Regions from separate parts of the Triticum aestivum genome. Here region 1 is linked to region 2. The links are chromatin contacts, called in public Hi-C maps. All regions are on one chromosome and are shown on one strand. Each heading gives the region's core, a stretch centred on a gene start, on an enhancer-like site or on the middle of the called end of the contact. The rest is flanking DNA. Distances are from core to core; before and after follow the strand shown. Region 1 holds the start of LOC123145328. Region 2 holds the start of LOC123145327 (phosphatidylinositol/phosphatidylcholine transfer protein SFH6).

Region 1 (6,915 bases), core at 2,017-4,516, 690 kb before region 2:
TAGATTCGGACCGCGCTTCTTTTGCCTCTCGTAAGGCCTTGTCAAGATCAGCCGTTTTGGCTTTATTATCCTTATCAAGGAATTCACAGCGGCTAGCGGCATCTTTTAGTTCGCGCGCCATCGTGGATATTCTCTCCTCGTCTTGGCGCCGAACAGCCTGTTCGGCCTTTAACCCGGCCGATGCCTTTTCGGCAGCCGCATTACTAAACCGGGCCTGTTCCTTGGCCCGGGCTAGCTCCGCCTGAAGAATCTCAACTGCGGCGGCACCATCTGCAGACATGCATATATCAGTATACAATCTTCAGTGTCCCGCTTATATTATAAGCACGTACATGTAATAGCTGCCCCAAATACATACCTTGCGACTCGTCAAGACGCATATTGATAAGCGCAATGTCATCCCCTGCCGCATCAAGCTTCCGCTGCAGCTCGGCAACTTCTGTAGTCTGGGAAGTCGCCAGGGGGGAAACAACCTGTGTTCCAATTAATCAGATTATTCCCTGAGCATATATTTTTGATCCTCTGATCGCCTCCCTTGGGAAGCCAATCCGAGTCTCAAGGGCTACTATCTATAGACAGGTGCATTTTGCGAATAAAACACAGTTGAAAATATTACATCACAAACCTCGAAGCCTCTTAGCAGGCTCGTGAAGGCTTCATTCAATCCGCTCTTCACGGACATAACCCTCTCAACCACCGTGCCCATCAAGGTACGATGCTCTTCTGAGATGGACGCTTGTTGCAGCATGTTCGTCTACATGTCCGGCGCTTCTGGATCTCTGGAAGTCACGGTAGGAGCACGACCTTCCTTTGAGGGGATCCGTTTATTTGTCCCTAGAGTTGTCTCCGACTGTAAACCGGATAATCCGGTGCCTTCACCTTTGGCCCTAGAATCCTGGGCAACCGAAGTACCGCCTTTGGGTAATGTCTTCTTCATCCCCCGCATCGCTTGTTGATCGGGAGAGACCCTCCGAGACGACACTTCAAAGTCGTCCACCCTATTGGGCGGAGAGGCCGGTGGAGGCGTCTCGCTTTCCATCATCTCCGGGAGAAGATCTCCCGAGGAAGAGGATTGTGGAGGAAAACTGCGTGCCGAACTGCAAAAATGTATTCTAGATGTTACTTTGGTAACAGGGAAGGAACAGGATATGTTTAAAGCACCTTGGTTCACTTACGATTTGGTTGAAGGCTTGTCATCACGATGGAACTGTGCGGCGAAGTCGCCTTCCAAGCCCGAGCCGCCTGACGATGGCATCTTGCCTCTCTTGGGAGCCTTTTCCTCCCAACCTTCGGAGGCGGCCCTTTTCTTGCTATGGGGAGAAGGGATGTTCGCTTCTCCTTCACCTTTGTCTTCGGGCAAGGAAACTTTAATTTTCCCGGACACAGTGTCTAATTTACCTTCGGAATGAAGGCCACCTTTGGTCTTCCCGCTCTCCGCCTTGCCCTCCTTCCCAGACACCTGGTACGGTGCCTGGGAAGCAAAAGACTAGGAGCATCTCCAGCCGTTGTGCCCCCCAGGACACATTTTTTGGCTTCCTGGGGTTGCCCCGGCAGAATTTTCGCATTCGGGATGATAATGTTTCCAGCTGCCCCCCACCCACACTCCTGTCTCTTCTTCCACATGCGCCATCGCTCTCATCTCCCCACTCCACCGCACCGCCACCACCACGCCGGAGTGCCGGAATCCCCTTTCTGTTCTTCCCCATGCGCCATCCGAGTGGAGATGCTCGCACCCCCACACCGCCAGGCTTGGGGCCTGAGTGGAGGAGGGGCGGCCTGAAGCTGTCGGGCCACCCGAAGCTGGCCTCCTCGTCGCCGCGTGCTCCTACTACTGGTGCGTCGGGCGCACCATGTCGACGATCATCACCGTGGCCATCAGCGCCTTCTTCTTCCTGCTCTTCTTTTGCGGCTACATCAATCAGTGCCGCCACGCCGAGAACGTCGCGTCGCAGGGGCCAACGCCGCCACGGCCGCGGCTGGGGCGTCCAAGAGGGGGAAGCGCGGTCTGGACCCGAAGGTGGTGGCACAAGATCGGCAGGGGCGTGCTGGAGTGCGTCGTCTGCCTGACGGCGTTCGAGGAGGCCGACGACCTTCGGTTGCTACCGCACTGCTTGGACTTTAAATTTCAATTTTTTTGAGAAAATCATGAATTATTTTATAGAATCAATTTTTGAAATATCCCAAACATTTTCTAAAAGGCGGGCATTTTTTGAATTTGAGAACCAAATTTGGTAACAGGAACATTATTTGAAATTCTGAACAAATTTTCCAAAGCGCAAACATTTTGTAAAAATACGAATAATTTTTACATTTTGAGAATTTTTTTGGAAAACTAAAATAAAAATAAAAATGTGAACGGATTTTGAAACCCTAAATAGTTTTGACAAACACGAGCAATTTTCAGAAAATATAACGTTATTGGAAAGCACGAACAATTTGGAATACACAAAACAATATTTGGAAATTCCAAACATATTTTAGTTGTTGGATTTTTTAAAAGAATATTTTTTGAATATTTCCAAACATTTTTTGAATAATAAAATAAAATGTGAACATTTTTTAAAATTTCGAACAAAAATTCCTAAAATGGGAATATTTTTAAATTTCTGAACAAAGAATTGGAAAACATGATCATTTTTTTGAAAAAATGCGAAGAAAATTTTAATTGTAAACTTTTTTGAAATGCGAACAAAAATCAAATCTTTTGAACATTTTTTGGAAAGCAAACTTTTTGAAAAATTTAAGTTTTTGGAAAATCAATTTTTGAGAGATATAAATTTCGAAAAGAAACATAAAAACTAAAATAAGGAAAAGAAACAGGAAAAAGATTTTTTTTTAGAAAAAACAGAATAAGAAACTGCAAAACTGGGAAAAACGGTTCAGAGAACCTTCTAGAAGGTTTCTAAAACCAATAAAACTGAACATGAAGCTATCAGAAGGTTCCCAAAACCTAATGAATAGACCAGGAAACTAGGCCGGCCCAGTGCACTCGATCCTATGCGTTCGGTCGACATTTTGACACAACAGGCGTCATATAAGGATTTCTCTAGGTTTTTGGAGCGAAATATTATTATATTGATTCATCAAAAGTCTAAAATCTTCAAACGCATATATTTAGAATCTTTTATAGCTTTGTAATCAAAGTGAAAAAAAATGCAAAAACAGAAGAAAAAACCAAAGAAACAGGGCCTAGGTTCTGGTACAGATTGCGGAGAAAAGAACCGGACGAGAGGCGAGAGGCACTATTGGGTCCCAGTGTCAGCCAGAACGGAGAGGCCCTAGCCTTATCGGGCACGAAGAGAAGCCGAGGTAGGGAAGGACACGCGGCAAGCTGCTTCTTTTCTTCCCCCTTCTCCCTCTCGCACGAAGCCCTAATCGCCGGATCAGGCGCCACCCCCATGGATCCACCAGTCCTCGAACCAAGGTACCTGCGCCTAAATCCACTACCACCCATGTATCCACCTATCGGCGGTAGGCTCGCACCAAGAAAATCCACCACCACCCATGGATCCACAAGCCGGTGGTCTCAATTTTCCATCCGTCTATGTTCCCGGCGATGGGACCAGGGCCGGCCACTTCGCCCCGCGCTGGACCGTTCCGGATTTCTACGCCAACTACACTCCCCAGCCTCCGCTGCCAGGGACCAGGGCTGGACACTTCCTTCCGCGCGGGACCGCCCCAGAGTTCTACGCCAACTATACTCCCCAGCCTCCGCCGCCAGGGTATGAACACCGCCGCTGCTCTATGACTAGTTTTCGTTGAAATTCTTTTGTTGTTTCGTCTTAACAGATAGTAGATAGATGGGGCTCTTTCGGTTTCTTCGAAATCGAGCTGTTTTGTGCACCGATAGCTGCAGCTGCATCCCTTGGGGTTTAGGAAATCTGATCTGGCTTGTTATGTGCACTTCGGGATTTTAGGTGGCGATGGAGTCTTGTACTATATAATTTGCTAGTATTTCAGTCTTTAGATTTAATTACAACTTTTTGTAACACATAAGAATGAAAACTTTAATGTTTCACATCAACACATAGCGCCCAGACATGGGTCTCTTCCGGTCTAGTCGAGATCGAGCGGTTTTGTGCACCGGTAGATGGGGTTCCTGCATCATTTGGGTTTAGGTTATCTGATCTTGCCAAATCCTAGTTGTTGTGTTTGTAGATAGACGGGCACTTCGGAATATCTCTTATGAATCTGCTACTAGCTACAGTAGTATTTCAGTCTGTAGATTGTCCTTGTGACCCATCAACCCTACTTATTCTGTTTCAGGTGTGAGGAGAAGACACAACATGTGCCTGGCCCGTCGTACACGTCCTCTAACCTGAGGCCTCCTAGCATGCCAACATCTGCCTCTTACTTGCCCTCTACTTGTATGCCACCATGGCTTTGCCCGCCAGATTTTCAGTGCCCAGGGGACCTGCTGGGGCGCCCCCTTACCCCGTCTCTAGGGCCACCATTTCTGCATCGGAAACAACCTGAGTGGGGAATGGACTTCTGTATCCGGGTCGACCGTGCGGGATGCTACCACACATATCCTCACGTTGGTGGGCCATTTGAAGGACTACAGGAAGCAGAACGTGCTATCGAGCGCCATCTTGATAACCGTCGGGATCCAAAAATGTAAACTTTTTCTACTTCCTTTCTCGATCTTGCAATGCTACTGATTTTTATGTATATCTTCCATCATAGTAGATAGCTCGGTGATGCTTTTGCTGCTGCTCCACTACTACCACCTAGAACATCTTAGCTGGTTAGCTGAGAGTCAGTTGCACTATGTCAGTCTTTATATATAGGAAAAGTAGGGAAAAACACAACATTTATGCTATTTTTGCTTGATGTAGTTCAGGCAACATGGGAACTGCAGTGTCTTTCCAGTTGAACTTGAAAAGCTCGTAAAAAAGTCTTGTCAGTGGTAAACAAAGGGATATTCAGTTTCTGATATTCAAAACAGATTCTGTAGTCACCGATGGAGTAATGAAATCTAATGCACATATATGATATATCTCAATTAGACTTTTGCTATTTTGGAGCCGATATTAGGGCCTTAGGGGTTATGTTTCTTGTTAACGATATCCGAATCTGTTGGTTCATGCGGAGCTGACCACAAAGTCAATCACCTTGTAGAATGCGTGCAAACGAGGCTCGGGTGGTTTTGTGCAGTTGTCGATTATTGCACGTCCACTCTTCGTTATGTGCGTTAAAATAAGGTTGTCGTTTAATGTTGTTATTCATTAGCTAAAGTAACCGAAATGACGTTAGGGTACTGAGGAGTCCAAGAAGACACCAGCACAGCCTAAAGTAGACCGGAAAGAGAGGGGAAGGATGAAGACACTGCCTTATCATGCCTAGACAGAAATGAAATAAGAAGAAACAAGAAATTTTGACAGTAATTATTTATATGTTCTCCGTAGCAACGCATGGGTATTATACTACTCCCTCCGTCCCAAAATAAGTGTCTCAACTTTGTACTAACTTTATTACAAAGTTGTACTAAAGTTAAGACACTTATTTTGGGACGGAGGGAGTAGTATGTATAGTTTTTTTGGCCTGAATTAGTGAATTGTAGCTTGTACAATTGGTTAGCTTCGAATCAGGCACACCCACTCAATTATGTTTCCTTTGTATTCTCCACTACTTCTTGAAGTGTCGTGTACTAACTGCCTTTAATGTAAACCAGGTTTACGATGGATAATGTTTCTGCAGTGGACATCGCTGTACGGCATTATCTCTACCTGCCTGATGGCACGAGGAAGCACTCGGGAATATATGATAAAATCAGTGATAATCAGCGCCAGTTGGTTCTTGCTTTGGTGGACAAGTATAACGATGACAACAGTCTTTTGGAGGTTTACTCTTATCCCTCTCTCCAGCTCTTCCTTTCCTCTTTTGTTGTGTAATTGTTCTATTGTATTGAACTGAATTGGTTCAATTCGTGTCCTTGTATTGAAATGAATTTAGAATGATAAGGGGTTAATTAATGATGTTTGAGCTTGTACTGTTTAGTGTCTTTTTATTTTTTATGGTATTTATGGATTGATCACAAGCCAAAACATGGTTAGGGTTCTAATATGTCTTATGCTTATCCGTAACACTTAATGGCTCATTGAATCCATGCTTATTATTGTAGGATCTTGCATATGAACTAACCAAGGTGGTGTGCTACAAGTCATTCTGTGAGGCTGATATACGCATGTGGTACCATCATATCAATTTCACTGCAAAGGCTAAAGGAGGGGTTGATTGCAAGTTCTTCGCTGAAGTAATATTTATGCAAGGAGAATTGCCGGTCAGCTGTTTGTGCATGATTGCACCTACTGATGATGGTAATCTCATAACTCACTTGCTATGAATTAGATAGTTTACTACATATGTTTCTTGTTCTAGTATAGAGATTCTATGTTCTGTTGGGGTGTGATCAGTTCCGTTCTTGTGTTTGGTTGGGTCCAACTAGTTGGAATGGGATGGTTTCATTTCTGTCTTTGGTTGAAGAGATGGACTGAGTAGAATTAGATTCAGCTCACCTCTTTCATAAGTATGGCGAGCTTACCTCTCACATATGCATTTGTAGTATACTAATTTTTCGTTTTTCAGCATATATTAATCAAATTTCAGCAACATTTTGTTTGTATTGTTCACAAAAAAGCATCAATACCCATTCACAATCATAACAAATGTATGGCATCAAACGTAACACATTTTCTGATTTTCCATTCCATACAAAAAAATTGCGCTTGCCCACAATATCTGGGCCTACCAAACACGAGAACCGGCACATTTTCTGATTTTTCATTTCCATTTCTAATTGATTTGTCTGCTATAAATATTTTGCATAGTGCCACAAAGGCCTGACCTTCAGCTGGTTTGGCATGCTTCGATAGTATATAGAACCAAATTTAGGTTCGGCTTAAGTATGTAGGG
Region 2 (6,911 bases), core at 2,236-4,735:
GCCACATTGCTTGCAAGGCTTATAGTGATGTGCATTACCGAGAGGGCCCAGAGATACCTCTCCGATACTCGGAGTGACAAATCCTAATCTCGATCTATGCCAACCCAACAAACACCTTTGGAGACACCTGTAGAGCATCTTTATAATCACCCAGTTACGTTGTGACGTTTGATAGCACACAAGGTGTTCCCCCGGTATTTGGGAGTTGCATAATCTCATAGTCAGAGGAACATGTATAAGTCATGAAGAAAGCAATAGCAATAAAACTAAACGATCATAATGTTAAGCTAACGGATGGGTCTTGTCCATCACATCATTCTCTAATGATGTGATCCCGTTCATCAGATGACAACACATGTCTATGGTTAGGAAACATAACCATCTTTGATAAACGAGCTAGTCAAGTAGAGGCATACTAGGGACATTCTGTTTTGTCTATGTATTCACACATGTACTAAGTTTCCGGTTAATACAATTCTAGCATGAATAATAAACATTTATCATGATATAAGGAAATATAAATAACAACTTTATTATTGCCTCTAGGGAATATTTCCTTCAGGTGGATCTAGCTTCCTCTCGCCCAGGTCCAGTTATGCCAGTTGTGGCCGGCCAGCACTGAGTGGTGGCTGCTAGGGCCTCTTCGGTGGTTGCCTTGGTCGTGGATCCGTAGTGGTGGCGGTGTGCTACATGTCAGGGTGGCTATGGGACGGCACCGTGGTTGCTCTCCATAGAAGAGTAGGGATACCCTCAAGTGTAAGGGATGATGTAGGCTGACGACCAGTATTTCCCTCGATTGAGAACCAAGGTTTATTGAACCAGTAGGAATTACTCTACAACACTGGTGGTGTCCTGGACTAAGGGGTACTAATCTATATGGCCCATAGTCCATGGGCTGGGCTTATGTCCCGCCGATCACTAGAAGGAAGGACTGCCGAAGCCGTGAACCCCGGCGTAAGAATATGGAAACCTCCGAAGACTTGGCGAGTACTGCTACTTGTAAGTTGCGTTGGGATTTCCTCAAAGAGGAGAGGATGAAGCATTACATTAGAGATAAGTATTTTCCTCAGTTAAGAATCAAGGTTATCAATCCAGTAGGAGAACCACGCAGAACCTGTTTAGCAGCACCTACATACACAAAAGCAAATACTTGCACCCAATGCAATCAAGGGGGTTGTCAATCCCCTCGGCGGTAATTTGCAGAGTTTTCGGATAAACCTAGCTACCAACGTGCACACCATAAAATGATAATCCTTGTTGCTAGATTAACTTTTGGGGTGTGTGAAAGAAGAGACTTAATTAAAAATCTCGTTCCCGCACACTAAACTTTCTCTAATACGCGTGACCCCCTAGAAGATCATCCATATTCATCGATCTCTTGCGTACGTGATGGTTCACTATTCTTGACTATGGTGAAGCTCAAGGAACTGTCAGCAGATCGTCGACAGCCAGAGCCGAGCGATTGTCAGAACCTTGTTGAAAGCGACACCATGCCGTCAATGAACTGAACCGAAGCAACACTCGAGGGAAGCATAGCAAGAACATCACCATCACATCCACATGCGATCTAGATCGCAACCTGCATCAACTCATAGAACCGCACATGATGCCACTGTTGGGAAACGTAGTAGAAACAAAAAAATCGCCCTACGATCACCCAGGAACAAATATGAAGATGCATAACGGGTTTGGATCAACGACCATTACCGACTCCGGCAGTGCAGCGGAAGTAGACGAGTCCGTGTAGATCGTACTTGGAGTCCCTCGAACGTCAATGAAGATCCCGCGAACCGCCCTCAAACGGCCCCTTAAATGGAAGTCCGAAAGCACGGCCTCTCTACTTGGTTGCAAGCGTACGGTCTTCACGATCCGACAGCGCTTCGCCGTCTAGAGATAATCATCATCGGAGAATTAGAGGGAGGAGATTATAACCGCACAGGGGTTCTAATTATGAGGATTGGAGGTGGCTAGTGCTAGCTCTAATTAGTCAACTAGGACAAATAAGAACTAGATCAACTAAAAGGAGACTTCAAAACTTGTATAGACATAGGGTGGCAAACATCGTAGAGAAAGAAGTTTTGCGGTGGGTGATTACATTTTTCTGAATTGCAGCCATATATTCAAGCATTAGTGGCACCGAGAGCTAATCACAAACTCGCCTATAAGTTTTTTGGGGCCTTCACCATCCTGGAGCATGTTGTGGAAGTTGCCTATCGTCTAGATTTACCACCTTCCAGCAAGGTCCATCCCGTTTTCCATGTGTCTCTTTTGTGCAGGGTGCTCAAGCTTGGTGAGCAGGTTCTGTAGCATTTACCTTTGCCTGAAGAGCAACACCAAGTTCTTGAAGAAATTCTCCAGCGCCGAGTTGTTACTCAAGGGGGGCAAGAAGGTGCTTTAAGTTCTTCTTCGCTGGACCAACAATACGGACGATCTTGCTACTTGGGAGGATCTGGAAATGACGAAGCAACTGTTTTCGCGAGCACCGGCTTGGGGACAAGCCGCAACTCATCGACGGGGGATTGTCAACGACTCGGTGGCTCACGAGCGGGAGTGCGAGGAAGATTCATCAAGAGGCCTAGTCGCAAGCCTCGTCTGCCAACTCGGCTTGCTAGGCCCGAATGGGCTTTAGGCCTTGTAATAGTATAAGTAGGAGATAACGTCAACGGTAACAGGCGGCGAACGACAAACAACTGGATTGGAAGGGAGCTGGTCTCCTTCCTCTCGACCCCCTTCTGTAATTTGAATTCCACCATGAAATCGAGCTAGTAGTTCGAGAACCTTATAGGCAATTGCTCACCGAGTGGTCGGAGGCCTGGGAGACCGCCGTCAGGGCAGACCACATACCCTCTTGCGCCGTGCCAACGAACCCGTCGGCGTCCGGTCCATGGTCAATCCTGTCTTACTAGGACTCGGCGGCGGCAAAGTACTACGTCCAGCTGAAGACCCCGTGTGCGGGCGATTGGGAGGAGCTTCCGCAGTTCACTTGAAAAGGGCGGGCGTCATGGCGGAGGCCCGCGGGGCGGTTGGCGCCGACCTCGCTGCCGCGGGAGGTGCTCACCACGCGGTGGGAAGTGGTCGGGCAAGCAGGGAACGAGCGACGTGGGATATGAATCGAGTGGGGATCGAGTCGTTTGGTGATTTTTTTTAAAAAAAATCTGGTGTGCCAAATACGTTAGTCGAAGGTATAAATAAATATACAAATTTATACTTTTCATAAGAAAATACAAACCTAAACAGTTTTTTCCAAATACGCGAAGCATCAATTCAATCAAATGAATCTTCCTCGAACCGGGTAGGCCAGAGACGGGATGGGGAGGTGCCGTACGGGGGTATCACGCACGCAATACAAGGCGCGACCATTCCATACCGACATGACAAAGACTGACACGCAGGGCCCCATTCATCAGCCCCGTCGACTGCCCCTCACGTGAGCGTCGGCGCCCCTGCTTCCGGCCCTGCGTTACGCAGTCACGCAAAAGCGACGCGGGAGCGCGGCAGCCGTCCCCATCCGCCCGGGTCAATAGCGACGCGCGCACGCTCCTCGCGCACCCAGCACCGCCGCGCACGCCACCGACGACTGGGCCCCGCCCCCGGCCCGAGGGACGCCAGAAGGCACGAGGCGCAGCCAGCGCCCACCCAGCAGCACCACAGTAACCGAAGCAGCCGAGCAGGCGGGCGCCAGCAGCAGCAGCAGCACGGGGAGGAGGGAGGGAGTAGGAGTAGGCGGAAAAAGGAGGCGTAAGCGCGAGGGGACGGAGCCGGGGAGAGGGACGCGCGGATCAAACGCCCGCCCGCCCGCCCGCCCGCCCGCGCGCACCGGCAGCTCGAGCCCTCGGTTCCTCCGCCCCGCCGCGCCGGAGGTGGAGGTGGTGGCGGAGGAGGGGCGCGCGGCTCGCGGCCTCCCTCCCGATCCGGATCGAGCGGGCGCTCTCCGGAGCGGCGGATCTCCCTCTCCCGCGGCGAGGTACGGCACGGATCGACTCCGTTCCCCCCGGGTTCCGGTTTTCCGTTTTGTTCGCGCGTCGGGTTCGGACGATCGGATCTAGCTGCGGGTGTGTGCGTGATTCCCGAGGCGGTTGGGGGTGCCGGTGCCGGTGCCCGCACTGGATCTCCCGGCGGGAGCATTTATTGTGTGTAGGTTAGGCGATCGCCTTTCCTTTCCGGAACCACCGTTTTCTGGGCTTGTTTCCACGGCCTCTGCTTCTACTCGTTGCGGATAATTTGGCCACGAGTTCGATGTTTTCCAGTACAACTCTCTGAATTCAGTTCTAACCTGTATTTGTTTGTCACTCAAAAAAATAAATGAATAATTTGTGTTGGTTTGTGGCAGAGTGGAGGCTCCAGTGGCTGTACATATAGTTTCGGATCAGTGATCATCAGTTCTAGAATAGGCTGACCCCTGATCATTTAGGCTGCATTTGCGGAGAATGTCAGGTATGGGCTGTTGTTGGTTCTTCTGTACGTATATGGGTTTAACGGATACAATGCAGCTAATGTTATGTGTGTGTGTTATGATGTGCTGTTTCAGAGAGCAATATCGACGGCATAGAGATATCTGTCAGTAATGATGAGAGGAGGGACAGAGCGGATGCCGAGAACTCAGAGGACGAGCCAAAGCACAGGAGGATGCGCTCGCTGAGGAAGAAGGCGCTGCACGCTTCAACCAAGCTGACACATTCGCTGAAGAAGAGGGGGAAGAGGAAAGTGGACTGCAGAGTGCCCAGAATACCGATAGAGGATGTCAGGGATGCTGGTGAAGAGCAGGCGGTCAGCTCGTTCCGTGAGGTTTTGTTTGCCAGGAACCTATTGCCTGAAAGGCATGATGATTACCATATGATGCTTAGGTTAGTACGGATGAAACTTTGCCTCGTATTGGTGTTTTCAGCCTTCAAATACCAGTTGGTGATTCTTCATTCTGGTATGCAGATTTTTGAAAGCTAGAAAGTTCGATGTTGAAAAGGCAGCACAAATGTGGGATGAGATGCTCCAGTGGAGGAATGAATTTGGGACAGACACAATTTTGGAAGTAAGAACACTGTCTATTCTCAGGACTGATTTGAAAATATGTGAAACACTATAGATTTTGATGCATTTGATGCGAATTTGAAAGACTGCCTGCTATATAATTTGCCTTACAGTGTCGTGCATACTGATGACAACTAACTTTTATCATTGAAGGATTTTGAATTTCATGAGCTAGAGGAGGTACTGCAATATTACCCCCAGGGTTATCATGGGGTTGACAAGGATGGAAGGCCTGTCTATATCGAGTTGCTTGGAAAAGTTGAACCCAATAAACTTGTGCAAACCACAACAGTGGAACGATATATCAAGTACCATGTGCAAGAGTTTGAGAGAGCATTCCGTGAGAAGTTTCCTGCCTGCTCAATTGCTGCTCAAAAGCATATAGATACAACAACCACAATATTGGATGTCCATGGCGTGGTATGTTCATTGTCCTTTTCCTAAATATGGTTTCTCTACGCCAGCAATTTTTGTCTAGACTCTAAAGACGTAAGAAAATTAGCAAAAGGAAGTGTTGTCTTTGCAGTAACATTTTTCCGAAACTACCTTCTGTTGATAAAACCTTTGAAATTATTTGTTAGGCTTAAAATATGTACTTTGTGGGGCTGCACTGCAGTTATCACAAATCAGAAACATTGTTTTCCTGTCACAAAGACATCTTCTCATATCATAATATGCTATGATACAACTGGCAATTTTCGCAGAAGTTGTAACTCTTAAAAAAAATGTGACTATTGGGATTTGTGAAGATGTACAAGCCTGCATATAGAAAAATTTCAGAAACTTCTTTAAAAACATCTTAGTGACTAAATTAACTAGGATGCTTGGTGGCACAATAGTCCTTGGAAGTTAGAGAGAAACAGCAGTAACATAAGGCTTTTCTTGAATGCTGCTGGTTTAGCTCCTATCTGTCCAGATAAAATACAATGGATTTGATTCCAATACTTTTTCTCGAACACGCTTCTAAATGTGTTTCATTTTGTATTAGAAGGGAATGTCTTACTTACTTACTAAGCCTTTTGTCCCAAACAAGTTGGGGTAGGCTAGATATGAAACCCTTTCATGAGGACTTCCCAGGAGGTCACCCATCCTAGTACTACTCTCGCCCAAATGGGTTTCATACCCAAAGGACTGGCTAGTTTTTACGTTGGCTTGCCAAGCCTATCACAATCCTTAGATATGAAACCCTTTCACGAGGACTTCCCAGGAGGTCACTCATCCTAGTACTACTCTCACTCAAATGGGTTTCATACCCATGGGACTGGCTAGTTTTTACGTTGGCTCGCCAAGCCTATCACAACCCTCCTCCTTTACCCGGGCTTGGGACCGGCTATGCCTAGAAGACATAGGCGGAGTTATTAGAAGGTAATGTCTAAGCGGCGCAAAACGTACAGCCTGGCAGAAAACAAAGCCGAAAAAAAAAGAAAGAAAGGGAAGCAAAGCTGCAAAAAACCTTCGCAAGCAAAATAAAGGCAAAAGCGCAACAGCTATATTGGCAAGCTGTACAGCTGGCTGCTAAGTCTGGTGGCCTGGGTGTGCCATGGAAAATGTCTTAGTGCCTTGGCTCCTTCCAACATCCACAACTTCTCGTCAGTTATAATCACATTGAGCAGACCAGCATTGCACCTTCAAACACTCAGTCATCACACAGCTGCCAGAGTTGCCACATGGTTAGACTGTTGAGCGATCTGGCCCCTTCCTCTTGGCAAGGACGACCTGTTCAGCTACAGATGTCAATCAGTTGTAGAAGCTCTCATCCGGTACCAGGGTGGTGACCTCCTGTTTGATTCTAACATTTAGGTTGCATCTTAAAGGTCTGGGTAGAGCTGTAGTGTGGAGATTCAATTCCTCAAAACTATTGATATTGCTAGAGTTGCGTTGGTCGG

What was found. A called contact is a pair of places that touch in the nucleus more often than the background predicts.
Region 1: a contact with region 2 is called in a Hi-C map of leaf, with 7 times the contacts expected there. The contact joins the promoter of LOC123145328 here to the promoter of LOC123145327 in region 2. A contact is called at or near these places in 2 of 5 Hi-C or Micro-C datasets (both in leaf) and 1 of 1 datasets of contacts at active chromatin or transcription factors (leaf).

What each region holds. Positions count from the first base shown.
Region 1 is chr6D:396,223,886-396,230,800 of IWGSC CS RefSeq v2.1, reverse strand. LOC123145328 reads left to right here and starts at 3,266. Exons shown (of 7, transcript XM_044564715.1): 1 at 3,266-3,722; 2 at 4,267-4,617; 3 at 5,675-5,843; 4 at 6,125-6,320. The coding sequence starts at 3,505.
Region 2 is chr6D:395,535,155-395,542,065 of IWGSC CS RefSeq v2.1, reverse strand. LOC123145327 (phosphatidylinositol/phosphatidylcholine transfer protein SFH6) reads left to right here and starts at 3,485. Exons shown (of 15, transcript XM_044564712.1): 1 at 3,485-3,964; 2 at 4,331-4,434; 3 at 4,529-4,844; 4 at 4,927-5,026; 5 at 5,179-5,445. The coding sequence starts at 4,428.